Regions from separate parts of the Mus musculus genome. Here region 1 is linked to region 2. Evidence: chromatin contacts called from public HiChIP or PLAC-seq data. All regions are on one chromosome and are shown on one strand. Each heading gives the region's core, a stretch centred on a gene start, on an enhancer-like site or on the middle of the called end of the contact. The rest is flanking DNA. Distances are from core to core; before and after follow the strand shown.

Evidence for each region. HiChIP or PLAC-seq counts read pairs in DNA pulled down with a chosen protein or histone mark.
Region 1: a contact with region 2 is called in an H3K4me3 HiChIP or PLAC-seq map of embryonic forebrain, with 5 times the contacts expected there. The contact joins the enhancer-like site here to the promoter of Egfem1 in region 2. A contact is called at or near these places in 9 of 39 promoter capture datasets (the 3T3-L1 cell line, the C10 cell line, the HPC-7 cell line and 6 more) and 2 of 115 datasets of contacts at active chromatin or transcription factors (SST interneurons and embryonic forebrain).

Annotation. Positions count from the first base shown.
Region 1 is chr3:29,687,438-29,693,579 of GRCm38.p6, forward strand. It overlaps Egfem1 (EGF-like and EMI domain containing 1), which reads left to right. Exons shown (of 15, transcript NM_029412.2): 14 at 2,624-2,758; 15 at 2,956-3,619. The coding sequence ends at 2,975. The region is part of intron 3 of Gm42197 (a long non-coding RNA gene); the gene reads right to left. Among named protein-coding and RNA genes, the nearest start is that of Gm42197, 5.6 kb to the right of the region's middle. Within about 2 kb of position 2,089, at least 19 of the 459 cell types and tissues checked have an H3K27ac peak or open chromatin away from gene starts, as enhancers often do. A contact at or near this core is called in SST interneurons and embryonic forebrain, where this site is marked.
Region 2 is chr3:29,078,597-29,084,862 of GRCm38.p6, forward strand. Egfem1 (EGF-like and EMI domain containing 1) reads left to right here and starts at 3,935. Exons shown (of 15, transcript NM_029412.2): 1 at 3,935-4,342. The coding sequence starts at 4,254.

The DNA of each region.
Region 1 (6,142 bases), core at 839-3,338, 610 kb after region 2:
TCATAAAGTGGATAGGTTATAAAAATAAATGTATTTAATTCTAGAACCTGGGGGTTCTACAGAACTTCTCAAGTATAATGCCTTAGGATAGTGGTTCCTAGATATTTCCAGTCACTGCATCCACCTCTTAGGGGGACAAGCAAATCTATTCTAAATCTTCCTTACTAAAGCACCAATATCACACATAAAAAACACTACATCCTGATCTAATAATGTTATTAAATTCCCACCTTCAAATAGTGTTGTCTAAAGAGATTAAGAGTTCATGATAACTACTTGATGAAGATATTATCATTCCTACTGCTGTTATCAAGGTACATGACCTCCTATAGTTTATAGTTTATCCTTAGTTGAATGCTCATAGGACTTGCATATGTAAAAAAAAGCAATGTCTCTGGAAATAAACATACTAAATTATGACCACACCAATAAGAGACTAAGTTAATTCCTCATAGTAAACTGAGTGTAGATTATGAGAAAAGATTGGGTGTAGCTAAATAAAGAAGAGAAAGAAGAGAGCCACCAAAAGCTACATAGTAGAGGTACAGATGGTATGTTCTAGAATATCATGCCTAGAGAGGAAAACTAGCCTAGAAACAAAGATAGTATCATTTTTGTTGTTGGCCCTGAAACGTATCAAGATATATTCAATGTGAAGTAATAACTTTTGAATATTTCATATGACAATATCAGATGTTTGAGCACAAAAATTAAGTCAGTACAACTGGTCAAAGAGTTTGGGAGGCTCATTATTCAGCAACAAAATTGACACTCTAATATCTGAATTCCAGGCTCACATATTTAAATTCACCCCCCAGCTGTGAAGAGTAAAGACTTGGAAGAAAACCACCAAACATGTTTGTTGTTTGTGGTGTTGGTAGTAACGCTACTGCTGGAGGTTGTAACTGGGTACTGCTGATCGTGGTGATGATGGTGGTGATGTCTGTTAATATCTTGAATGTTACCCTCTTTATGAAGAGTATGCACACCCTAGTTCTTCTAGATTTACTCATGGATGTCATTTGACTAGACCTGAGGACCTCAAGTCCTATAATTAATCATTATTTTTTCTAGCCACACAAAGTACTGAAAACTGAGTGCCTTATAATAGAAATCCAATGCCTGACAGTTCAGTAAGCATAGAGTTCAGTTTCAAGGTGTCAATCATTTTCTTCTCCTCTAATGATGTTAGACTTGTCCCAGGACTATTGTCTCCTTCTGTGGCATTGTAGTGTCCATCATTGGTGCTTTCACCACAACCAGCACTCTGGACAAATCTGTCAGTTTGTAAGTTCGTTATGTGGATTAGGTTAGAAATGCATCTATCTCAAAACAACCTCATCTTAACAAATTATATCCATGATGTATACAGGAAGGAAGTCCTGAGAATTAGGACTTCAAAATATAGAGTGTTGGGTGTTTTATCTCGATGCCTAACAAGCCCTGAGCAGATATTGAATTACCTACAGAGATTCTTTCTACTCTTTTTCTTTAAACCAGTTTCTAAGCAAGTATTCTAAAACAAAAAGACAAGTCTAGAACAAGACAGATCACAGACTTGGGAAGTCTGATGCTGTTCATAGAACTTGAAGGTCATAAAAAGATCACTTGTTATCAGCTGGAACAGATTTTGAAGAGTCCACAGGACCCTGTTGATTGTCTGTTCGGCTTTAAAGATTATTCTCACTGTCCCTGGTAACCAGAACTGGGATTTGTTTCGAGCCATTACAATCACCACATTGAATGGACTCTACTATGTCACTTTCCATCTCCAGGGGAGCCCCACCACTCATTTCATTTTCTGCAGACAACATTACAGGGCAAAGCCTATCAGAATACACCAAATGATTACTATAAGCCCAGGTGCATCTTAAAGCACACTTCATTTAAGAAGACTCTTGAATATTGATAATGGGGAAACAAAGTAATTGTCAGCGATATGTTTTGGAAAGGGAATTGAGCTGTTTCAAGAATTAAGAAGAAAGGTTTTGAAGGAGGAAGCAAGGGAGCATATGAAGTGTGGTATACTCTCCTAGACACAAGGGCAGGCTGTTTACAAGTTAGAATTTCAGTCCTCATTGCATCATCTCTAAAACTCAATGGCCTGGGGAGGATAAAGAAGGCAGGGCAAGCAGCTCTTGCCACAGAAGTGGGTAAGATAATATCGCTGTCACAATGGAAGCTTTGTGTAATCTGTGCGATGTAAAATTATTTCCGATTACCATATAATGAGGGGGAGTAAGGACAATGGCCAACCTTCACATAAGTGCTTGTCCATCATCTCCAGGCTGCAGTGGGATGATGAGGGGATCTGGCAGCCAAAGCAGTCCTTGGAGAATATTAAGTCCAGGCAGCAATAAGCACTTTTGAGAGGCAGTCGCTCTCCCAGCATCAGTGCAGCTTTTTAAGTAATTCAGGCTTCGCTGTTCATGTCCAGTTGCCAAAAAGCAAATGAATTGCCTGATTTGAAAGACATTTGTTCCCTCATTTTTTTTGGCAGTCATGATGATCCCCTTATTCTCTTTATAACCAGGCTGCAAAGAATGTCATGCCTATGCACTAACAATTTCAAATAAACAAAGCATGGTTTTCAGGTGACCGGTTTGCTTCAATCTGCTTGCAGGCTGTCCCAGGGGAGCCTATGGAGCTAGCTGTTCTTTGGAATGTCAGTGTGTGGAAGAGAACACCCTGGAATGCAGTGCCAAAAATGGTAGTTGCACCTGCAAATCTGGTTACCAAGGCAACAGATGCCAGGAAGGTACAATCCGATGATGGATTTTTATGTTTCTTGAATAAAAATCATCAGCCTTTGTTCAGCACTATTTGGTCATTAATTAGTTAGTCCACACCAGTGGATGATGGGGAGGCTTTATTGATCTCCTGTTGGAGGTGAGGAAACCGAGGCATGAGTGCAATACAATTATTTAACCTTGTCTTCTTGGCCTCTGCTCTCAGAATTGCCCTTGCCAGCCTGAGCAGAGGAAGAAGATGGCACATCTTTAAATTATATCTGGAAACAATTACAGCTCAATAACATTGACTCATCAATCAAAGACACGCTCTCCTCCAGCATGAAGGACATTCCTTTTTCTGTCTAAAACTCAATCATCCAAACAAATTTATTTATGGTTTCTTAATACCAAGAACTTAAGGATGGATACCCGTACTGTCACTTTTCAAGTACCTAGATATCACGTAATTTTAGATAAATCTCCAAGCAGAAAACTATGGTCCCAGTAGTAAGAAACACGTAGAGATACATGTGCAGCTGTGTGTGGAATTTGGGGAAATGGTATTTCAACCTGTCAGCAAGCCATCCCTGGCTTGTAAAGCCCTTGAGTACTTGTTTATGGTTTTGGTGTCTTGTTACCATGTCACTGACTTCTTTTGATGCCATTTCTTAAGAAGGCAGTGAGCAGCTTTCCTGGAGTTCCTTTTGTTGACTATAGCATGCCTTGTCTTCTAATCTAGCACATTCACCCATTACTGTGTGTTACTATCGACTGCCTGTTCTCTTGCTTGAATCCAAGGCCCATGTAGGCAGTATATTTGTTTGTTTCTTCCTGTATTTCCTCACTCATGCAATAAAGACAGTCATCAGTAAATCTCTTCTTAAATCAATAAACGTGTGGGGGTTCATTTTTACTGTTTACATACTTTTCATGAAGTACTTGGTATTCTTATTCAGGAAAAAAATTGTCATAGTCTTTTTTGCTCTTTAGTGAAAACAATGCACACATATAACAAATAAAAGAATCAGAACCAGTGATAATCTGTGACATCATTTGAAACCAGAAGAAGATATGGGGCTTAGACAGAAGACACCTCAGTGTTGAGTCCACTCACAGAAGCAGAGGGATTGAATTTGTCTTCGTATCCCTTACGAACTCATTTAGAGGAGTACTTTGAGTCCCTTACGTACTCATTTAGAGGAGTACTTTGAGTCCCTTACGTACTCATTTAGAGGAGTACTTTGAGTCCCTTACGTACTCATTTAGAGGAGTACTTTGAGCCTGTCCCGTGACTATGAACCTGTAGCATCTGAGCAAGCCAAGCAGACTCTTTTGGTGGCTGGATTGTGACTCCCTAAGTAATGAGGAAAGGAACTTGAGGAAATGTAAGTCCACTCTCATGCAAATTTGTTTAATACAAGAGTGGGTCTCATGCCACCTTCTCAATCACTGCCCTGATTTTTAAGCCTTGAGTTAGCTTTCTATTCGTGTCCTCATGAGATGTCCTGTTCTGGAAGTCAACGCAAAGGGTATAATACTATGTACACACACCTGGGTAAATTTAATTTATTCTGGCACCATTTCCTTAAAGCAACTGCTGCATATACTGTATTGGAAAGTGCTTCAGAGTTCCCCACTGTGAAAGAAAATGAGTTGAAAGTACATGTAAATCAGCAGAATAGAGAGGTCACCGTAATCTCTGGAAAACATATTATTTTCCAATCAGATAACTTTGTCTGATTCTGATATTTCTGTCTAGCCACGAAATGAAATTATGAATAAGACTAGAGCATATGAATGGATCACCGTGATTGGCAGTTGAAATCAAGGCAAAAAGAGCCCTTTAAGAGTTGTGCAAGATGAAAATCAGGCCTGTTGTTTTTCTTTCTCTGTATAAGCGTGTCAGTAGACCAAGTGCTCCAGGAGCCAGCTACATCTTCAAAAATCCTACCCCCAGGCCTGCATGTGAATTGCGTCAATTAAGCACTATTTCAGTGACACAGAAGAACAGCGCCCTGAACAACCAACACCAACCCCAGTTAGCTTTTCAGTGATAGCTTCTAAACCCGAAGAGTCACTTTCTTCCAGAAACCTGTGACTCCGTCCACCAAAAACCACCATCAATATGGTGAACTGTAACTTTCTACCATTTCCAAGCATTTAGAGAAATTTTCTTGTTTTCTCACTGTTCAGAGAATAATTTCTCCAGGGTTTCTAATTGTCAGGATTTGGACAGTGGATCATATGTTGTCTGTAAAGGGCCCATGTGCCAATAGTATCCATTACTTGTCCTTTTCCATCAATAGTTCAAAGGAAATGTAACAGGACAGCACCCAGCTTCTCTTCAGCCACCTTAGATACTTTACAAGGCTCTGCCTTCCCTAGGCCATCTTAGAGAGAGAAGCAAATTCGGATGAGGCAAGTGGAAGTGAGGCTGACATTTGGAGGCAACCTTCTGAGAATCTTCTTACAAATTACACCTCATTTCCATGTTTGTTCTGTACAAGTGCCTCCAAAGATATACCAAAATGCTTTCCATTGTTATTGCCTGGAAAAAACCACCACAACACATTTTCAGCAACAGGGGAACAAAGGAAAAGAAAAAAGGCAGCTACTATATCTGTGTTTCCAAAGTGATGGACACAGCCCCGTGCTGATTTCTTCAGGGAATACTTTTGGAAGTGCTATAAATCCTCAAAGGCTATTGAACATTTCTTTCTTTGCAGCACACTACACACACGCATACACACACACACACACACACACACACACACACACACACATATATATATATATATATATATATAGAGAGAGAGAGAGAGAGAGAGAGAGAGAGAGACAGAGAGAGACAGAGAGACAGAGAGAGAGACAGAGAGAGAGACAGAGACAGAGACAGAGACAGAGACAGAGAGAGGGAGACGGAGACGGAGACAGAGACGGAGACAGAGACAGAGACAGAGGCAGAGAGAAAGGATTTGCCAGCTCACTTAGACAACAGTGAAAGTGAAACCTGGAACCACCTTTCTTGTTCTTATTTTACAAGCCTGCCCTAATGGCCTCTGGGGACTGAAATGTCGGTTCTCTTGTGAACTCTAAAAATGGAGGTCATTGAGACAGAATATCTGGAAAGTGTGACTGTGTTCCTGGTTACACTAGAAACTCCTGTGCCATGCATAGAAGTAATAAACATAGATAGGATGAAGAACGAAGTCAAGAAATTACTAGAGTTCCTGATTTTATATATATATTGCTAGAAGCTATTTGACTAACTGTTGTTGCATGATATTCCCAGTATTTGGTGACTTTAAATGATGCTTTATTGCTTTTCTTAATTCTATGAGTTGTAAAGGCTGGTCTGCTGGTCTTACTTCTGTTACTCATATGTATTTCAACAAGGTAGTCATTTCAGG
Region 2 (6,266 bases), core at 2,685-5,184:
ATTTCTTCTTAGGTAAGCACTCCTTTTTGCAACAAGCATACATAAAGCATGAAATTGGCATCCACACCTCTTCCCAACAAGAAGGAAGCTTGATTTAGTACTCCTCTGATGCAGGTATGCAAAAACTGAAGTGTCATGAGGCATGGCCACTAAAGCCCCTCCAAAGCTTTGAGCTCTTCTCTGGGGGTAGCATTTGTCAACTATATGCGGCCTGGTTTTTAAGATCCTATCTAGTCTGTCAGTATAAAAAAATAGCTGAGAAAAATAAAAAGAACTCAATTTGTGATGATTTTAGATTTTTTTCATGAACTTTTTTTTGTGTGTGTGTCTGAGCAAGGGTTATTATTAATACTAAATTTCTTTTATTTTTTTTGAAACGGGCACTTTTCATAGCTAATTTATTCTCTTGCTTTGCTAATTCAATAATGCCTGCCACTTTAGGCAATGAAGGCAAATGGTTTTCTCTATTTCCAGCCTCAATTGTGTGATCACAATACCCTGAAACCTGGGAGCCGTATTGTTGCTTTAATATGAAAGATTGTAACTGGGAGATTCCCTATTGCTCATCAATCAAACCAATAACCAGTCATTTTCTATATGTGTGCATACATATGTGCTGAGATCCATGCCTTCTCTTTCGTGGGTGATGAGGACACACATATGTGCATATGTGGAGGGGAGAAGTTACCATCAGGTGTTCCTCAAGACCTTTCTACCATGTTTTTGTTTGTTTGTTTGTTTGTTTGTTGTTGTTATTGTTGTTGTTTTAAGGCTCTCTCACTGGTACTGGGAGCTTGCAAATCAGGCTAGGCTGGCTGGCCTGGTGAGCCATCTGTCTCAGTCTCCCCAGTGTTGACCATGATCATCACCAGGTTTTGCTTTGTTACTTGGGTTCTGAGGCTCAATCTCCAGTCCTCCTGCCGGCTCTCCAAGAAACTCACCAATTGCATTATTTCTGCACCCCCTTGCTGCTTGCTTTTAAGATGTATCGGTGTGCTACGGAAAGGGGAGCTGAAGTCAAACCAGGTTCATTCAGTTCATGGAAAAATATGAATACTTAGGCCAGCTCATGTAGTGATGTAGCTTATGTAATATTGTAATGATGTTTAGATTAATATCCATAAACAAATACCTTGGAATCAACCTCACTCTATGGGATGTACACTAATCATATTTAGTCTGTCATATCCAAAGTGCTTTCAATGTTCATCTATAATAAATATGCTTTCAAACTAATGTACCTGAACGAAAAAAATGTTCAAAAGCAGGATTTCCAACGGACTCATGTACTTCCTACGTACCTAAGCTACCCTTCACTACAGTCATGCAAATCAGATGGTGTACATATATTTCTGTCTTTTCCCATTATCATCAGGTTTTGAAATATTTGTGAGTTTCAACTGTGACTTACTTCAGATTTCACTTTGTAATAAGTAGGGTACTATTATTTATGCAAAGCTTTCTTTAATACACAGAAAGGGGATGTTTTAGGTGTTTTTTTTTTTTCTTTTGCATTCTAGAAGGGAGTGGGATTAGTTGTAGATCCCCACATCCTCACAGAGTCAAAACTTTGTCCAGAAGCAAAGAAAGGCTTAACACTTCACAGGGGACTTCAGGAGACAGTTAGTCTACCCTGCTATCTTTAGGTATACTCTACATTTTCATTACAACAATTAAGATCAAAACTGTGTTAAAACAACCTGAAGTTATAAGAAGTAGATTTAGAAGGGCCAGAGGTTATCTTTTTACCTACATGTACACTGTATACACTCAGGACACATGGTTCACTAGATACTGCTGCCAAGTATTAGCAAGTAACTTTCTGGTGTTCTCACCTGCAGAGGACCCTGCTTGTTCTGGACCATTTAACTATTCATTAACATTGACCCAGAAGAGGAGAAATTAAAAAATTAAAGAGGGAAGATTAAGCAATTAGCTTGTTTCTTTTCTCTCTCTCTCCCCCCCTCTCTCTCTCTTTTACTTTCTTTCCTCCTTTCTTTTTCTTTCTTTCTTCCTTTCTTCCCTTCTTCCTTTCTTTCTTTCTTTCTTTCTTTCTTTCTTTCTTTCTTTCTTTCTTTCTTTCTTTCTTTCTTTCTTTCTTTTCTTTCAGGTAAGACTAGCAAGAGATTCAGATACCTTAGAAGAATGAAGAGTGAAATTTCAGCTATCAGTGTGGTGCAGTAATCTATACCAAGAACTAATCAGAAAGTCACATGGCAGCCTGGAGCAAACACTAGCATGGTCACTGAGGGTGGACTTCAGGTCCCCAGGGCCTGTTGAATACAGAACTACACCTAAGAAAGAAAATAAGAATGTATCCTTCTTTTCTAATTGTGGCAGGGGACATAAATATTTCTTTTGTGCAATCAATTCTAAATTGATCTTTTTGTAATATATGCCAAAAGATAACTAGTTGTACATTTAGTTAATGTCGAATAAAAAAGACATATGTGTATACATACACTTTTAACTTAAATAAAAAGAAATGAGCATACAGCAAAAGCCAAGTCTAAGGTAAATAGAAGATTCTGAAGGTACTCCAGCTCAAAATTGACCAGTGCAGGTCAGGGCTCTAAAGCAGAGGGCCTTGATGCTCTCTCTCTCTCTCTCTCTCTCTCTCTCTCTCTCTCTCTCTCTCTCCCCCCTTTTCAAAGAAACCTCCACAGCATCCTTCCAGTTCTTCCAGAAAAGCTGAAAGAAAGGAAAGGAACACTGATTTGAAACTAAGGGGTAGATGATTAATTCAACCATGGGGGGCAAGAGAGAACCTAAAACATATTTTGAGAACTATTCTTTTAGGGCTCCTAGGAGTGAGGCAATCAGATAGTACCACTTTAAGTATTTGACAAGGAACAAGTCACTGGAGGGAGAGACACTTTTCCTAAGTTTAGCAATAAAAGCAAAAGTTTGTCTCCCAGAAGATTGCTGCACATTTTGCTGGGCTAAACCGAAAATGATGGCTTCCGAGCCTAGGCTGTCCTTGTTGGAGGGCATGACGCGCCATAGATTTTTATTTTCACGAAACACACTCCCAGAGGCTTGTGGCCTTCCAGACAGCAGCTGGCGCCAGGCAAAGGCATAGCCTCCGGCCTGAGAAGCTACTGGCTATGGCTCTGCTCTGCTCTTGGCTGCGCATCTTTGGCAGCACTGGCCAGCACCACAGCCGAAGCTTCTGGATTCGAGCAGACGCTGTCCCCTTCTGGAAGGGCCTTGGGGGGCTAGCAACTGGAGGTTGCTCTGCGGATTTTAGGCATGGGACCTGGTTTGAAGGAAAGGAGGGTCTAGGTTTGGAGAAGAGCTGGCGCCTCTTAAAACTCTTGGTGCCTAAAATGAGTGAAATGGTGGCCAAATACAGCGGAGGGCGATTATCTCGCTTTTCAATATCCAGGACTTCTGGATGCGCCAGCGATGTGTGCAGCAACTGTCGATTTGGCAGCAAACTGGACTCGGTCAATTGCAGTTCCTTTCTCACTTCAAGCTTACCTCCCTCAGAGCGGTGCTCCGACTGTCTTCACAGCCTCCAGGTGGGAGGGAGCTGAGCGAGAAAGAATCAAAAGTCAGCTTGCTTTTGCTCTCTGCTGGTGGCAGATGCGCAGCTGGTTGGTTTTAAGCAGGTTGGTGTTGGAGGAGGAAAGCATCTTTGCTAGCTTGGGGCGGAGGATGCTCAAAGGGTTTGGAGGAAGAGGTTGGGAGTAGAGTTGTATGGATTATTGGTGGAAGAACATGATGTAGCATGCTAGATGCTTCCCCAGCCACCGCCCGGAGCCCCTTGGAGAAGAGGAGGTGAAGAGGGCGTGGGGGTGGGGGCCGCCTGACAGCCCAAGGAGCGCGTGGTGGCCAAGGGGGCTGTCTCTTTAAGCGCTCCGGAGGGGCTGGGGCCAGAGGGCGGCGAGCGCGTTGCCATGGTACCGGGACTGCGGGGGGGGGGGGGGGGGGGCTGCAGGACCGCTGGTCTCACTGGTCTCCAGTCGCCGCCGGCAGTGCAGGGCTGTGCAGCTCTTGGGCTACAGTGCCCGGGGTTGGTTTGGCCGGCCACTGCTAGCACGGGCGCTGTTGCGGGTGTCGTCTGCTGGGGTCGAGCTGCTGCGGTGCCCTCCGCAGCAAGACGCACGTCGCGGTCCTCGAGAGCGAGCCCGGCACTAGCAACTTCTGCTTGGCGAGCCTAACTTCTGAGCGGGCTTCGGACTTGAGGATCCCAAGCTGCGCACCGCGCGCAGTTGGGGCGGTGGCCCCACCGGCTCACCATCACCGAGATGACCTCCCCACTGTGCTTCTGGTGTTTCTGCGTCTGGGCCGCTGCCAACTGGCCGCCAGGAAGCGCCCTACAGCTCCAGCCCGGCATGTAAGTGGCGCTCGCCAGCTCCGGAACGCGCGGGGACAGCGGCTTCGGTCCGTGCGCCCCCGCCCTATCCGAGCAAAACGGTGGCAGAGGCAGAGACTAGGTCTCTCTGGGAAGCTGTGGAGGGATTGGGGTTCTACCAGGCACTAGACACAAGAACTTGGGGATGTCATTGACCGGTTTGGGGAGGGAACGTAATCACACATACTAGACCTCAGGAGCGCCACCGCCCAGCAGAACTACTGCCAATGGTCCAGTGCTTTCAACCTGATTTTTTTTTTCAAAGAACCTGACAGACATCACTCCCCCTTCTCGCCCCGGAGTTTGAGTGTTTGTATGCGCCTGTATGTGTTTCACTTAATTTCATGTTTGGGGCGTAACTGGCCACATTCTACAAGGCGTTTGCCTGAAATCTTGTCGAATGGGGAAAATCTTGACATTTAGTGTGTGTGTGTGTGTGTGTGTGTGTGTGTGTGTGTGTAGAATCCAGTGTGGTTTTTTGTGAGGTATGATGAAGAATGGATTATTTCACAGGTCTGACGAGAGAGGCAAGGAGCCAGCAAAAGCACGTGTCAGCAGCTTAGGTTAGTTGGAGAGTTAGGAGGAAGGGGTACAAGGAGGATTCCTTCTGCATTAGAAATGGGTATGGCTGGGAAATGTCTAGTTTCTGTCCCCTGTGGCGCGCTGGGAGAAGTTCCTGGAAAGTCTAATAGCCCGGTCTCCTTCACTGGCTGGAGAAGTTTTTGCCAGATCTTGCTTTACACCAGGATCTCCAGCTTTTAACAGTCTGGCGGGGAAGCTCAAATTCTGCTTTTCCTGACATGCTCTTGGGCAGTTATGAGCACACAGCAAAGCCTTTTTGAACATCTTATCCTCTTCTTCACTTTTCTGAAATACAAATATTATGCAATAGAAAAGTGGTTTAGAGAAATAACCTAAAGCTTCGCTTTTTCATGTAAAAAAATAAATACTGTTTGGGGTCCACTTTACATCTCAATATTTTACCCTTTGTGAAATTCAGTTTGCTACCTGGTCACTGCACAAGCCATTAACTATGAACAGGGCCAGAGTGTCATTGAATCTCACAACTTCATGACTACACAGATGCTAGATGTGGATACCTTTGCCATTTAAGGAGTTCTTGGTTTCCCTGGAATTGATAAGATTTGCATTGCTTACCTTGAAGAGGTGAGTTTAGACTCTTCAGTTTATCTCAGAAGCATCACTCTGAGTAACCTCTGCCTGTCGAAAGCAGACATCTTATACATTGGTTTAGAGCAAACTTGTGTTAGCTCTGTTAATGTGGTCCCCACTTGCCTTGCTTGCTAGGTAGTCTCAGTCACCCATGCAAGATGAACAATCCCAGCAGGGAGACACACTCCACTCCACTCTTATGAGAGAGTGTTTATCTTCTTTCAGTGTTGATTTGACCTGGAAGGATGATATTTCTGTGTGTGTGTGTGTGTGTGTGTGTGTGTGTGTGTGTGTATGTGTGTGTGTGTGTGTGTGTGTTGTTTAATAACTGTAGCTCATTTATATATCAGGTGAGATGAAGTCAGATACTAAACCAAATATAAATTCTTCAAACATGTAATTGAAATGTGTTTACAAATGAATTGCTGAAGTCACTCTGATGACTTTTAATACTTTCTGGTAGGGGAAATTCGGTCATATTTCTATTCAGTCCTCTCTGGTGCTAGAGTTTGCTTATTAGCAACCACTGTAGGTTCTATTGCCAGGTTTCTTTGTAATTCTTGGCATGTGGAATACAGCTGTACAGAGCACTGGGCCCTGGCACTGCACCTGCCTATTTGGTAAGTGTGAGAGAATTCTTCCTGAGATTATTATTGACCTCTGAGGTCTATGACCAGAGAAAGCAGGCTTCAGATGAGGTAATGACCCTTAATGAAAGCGGGCCATCCTTCTG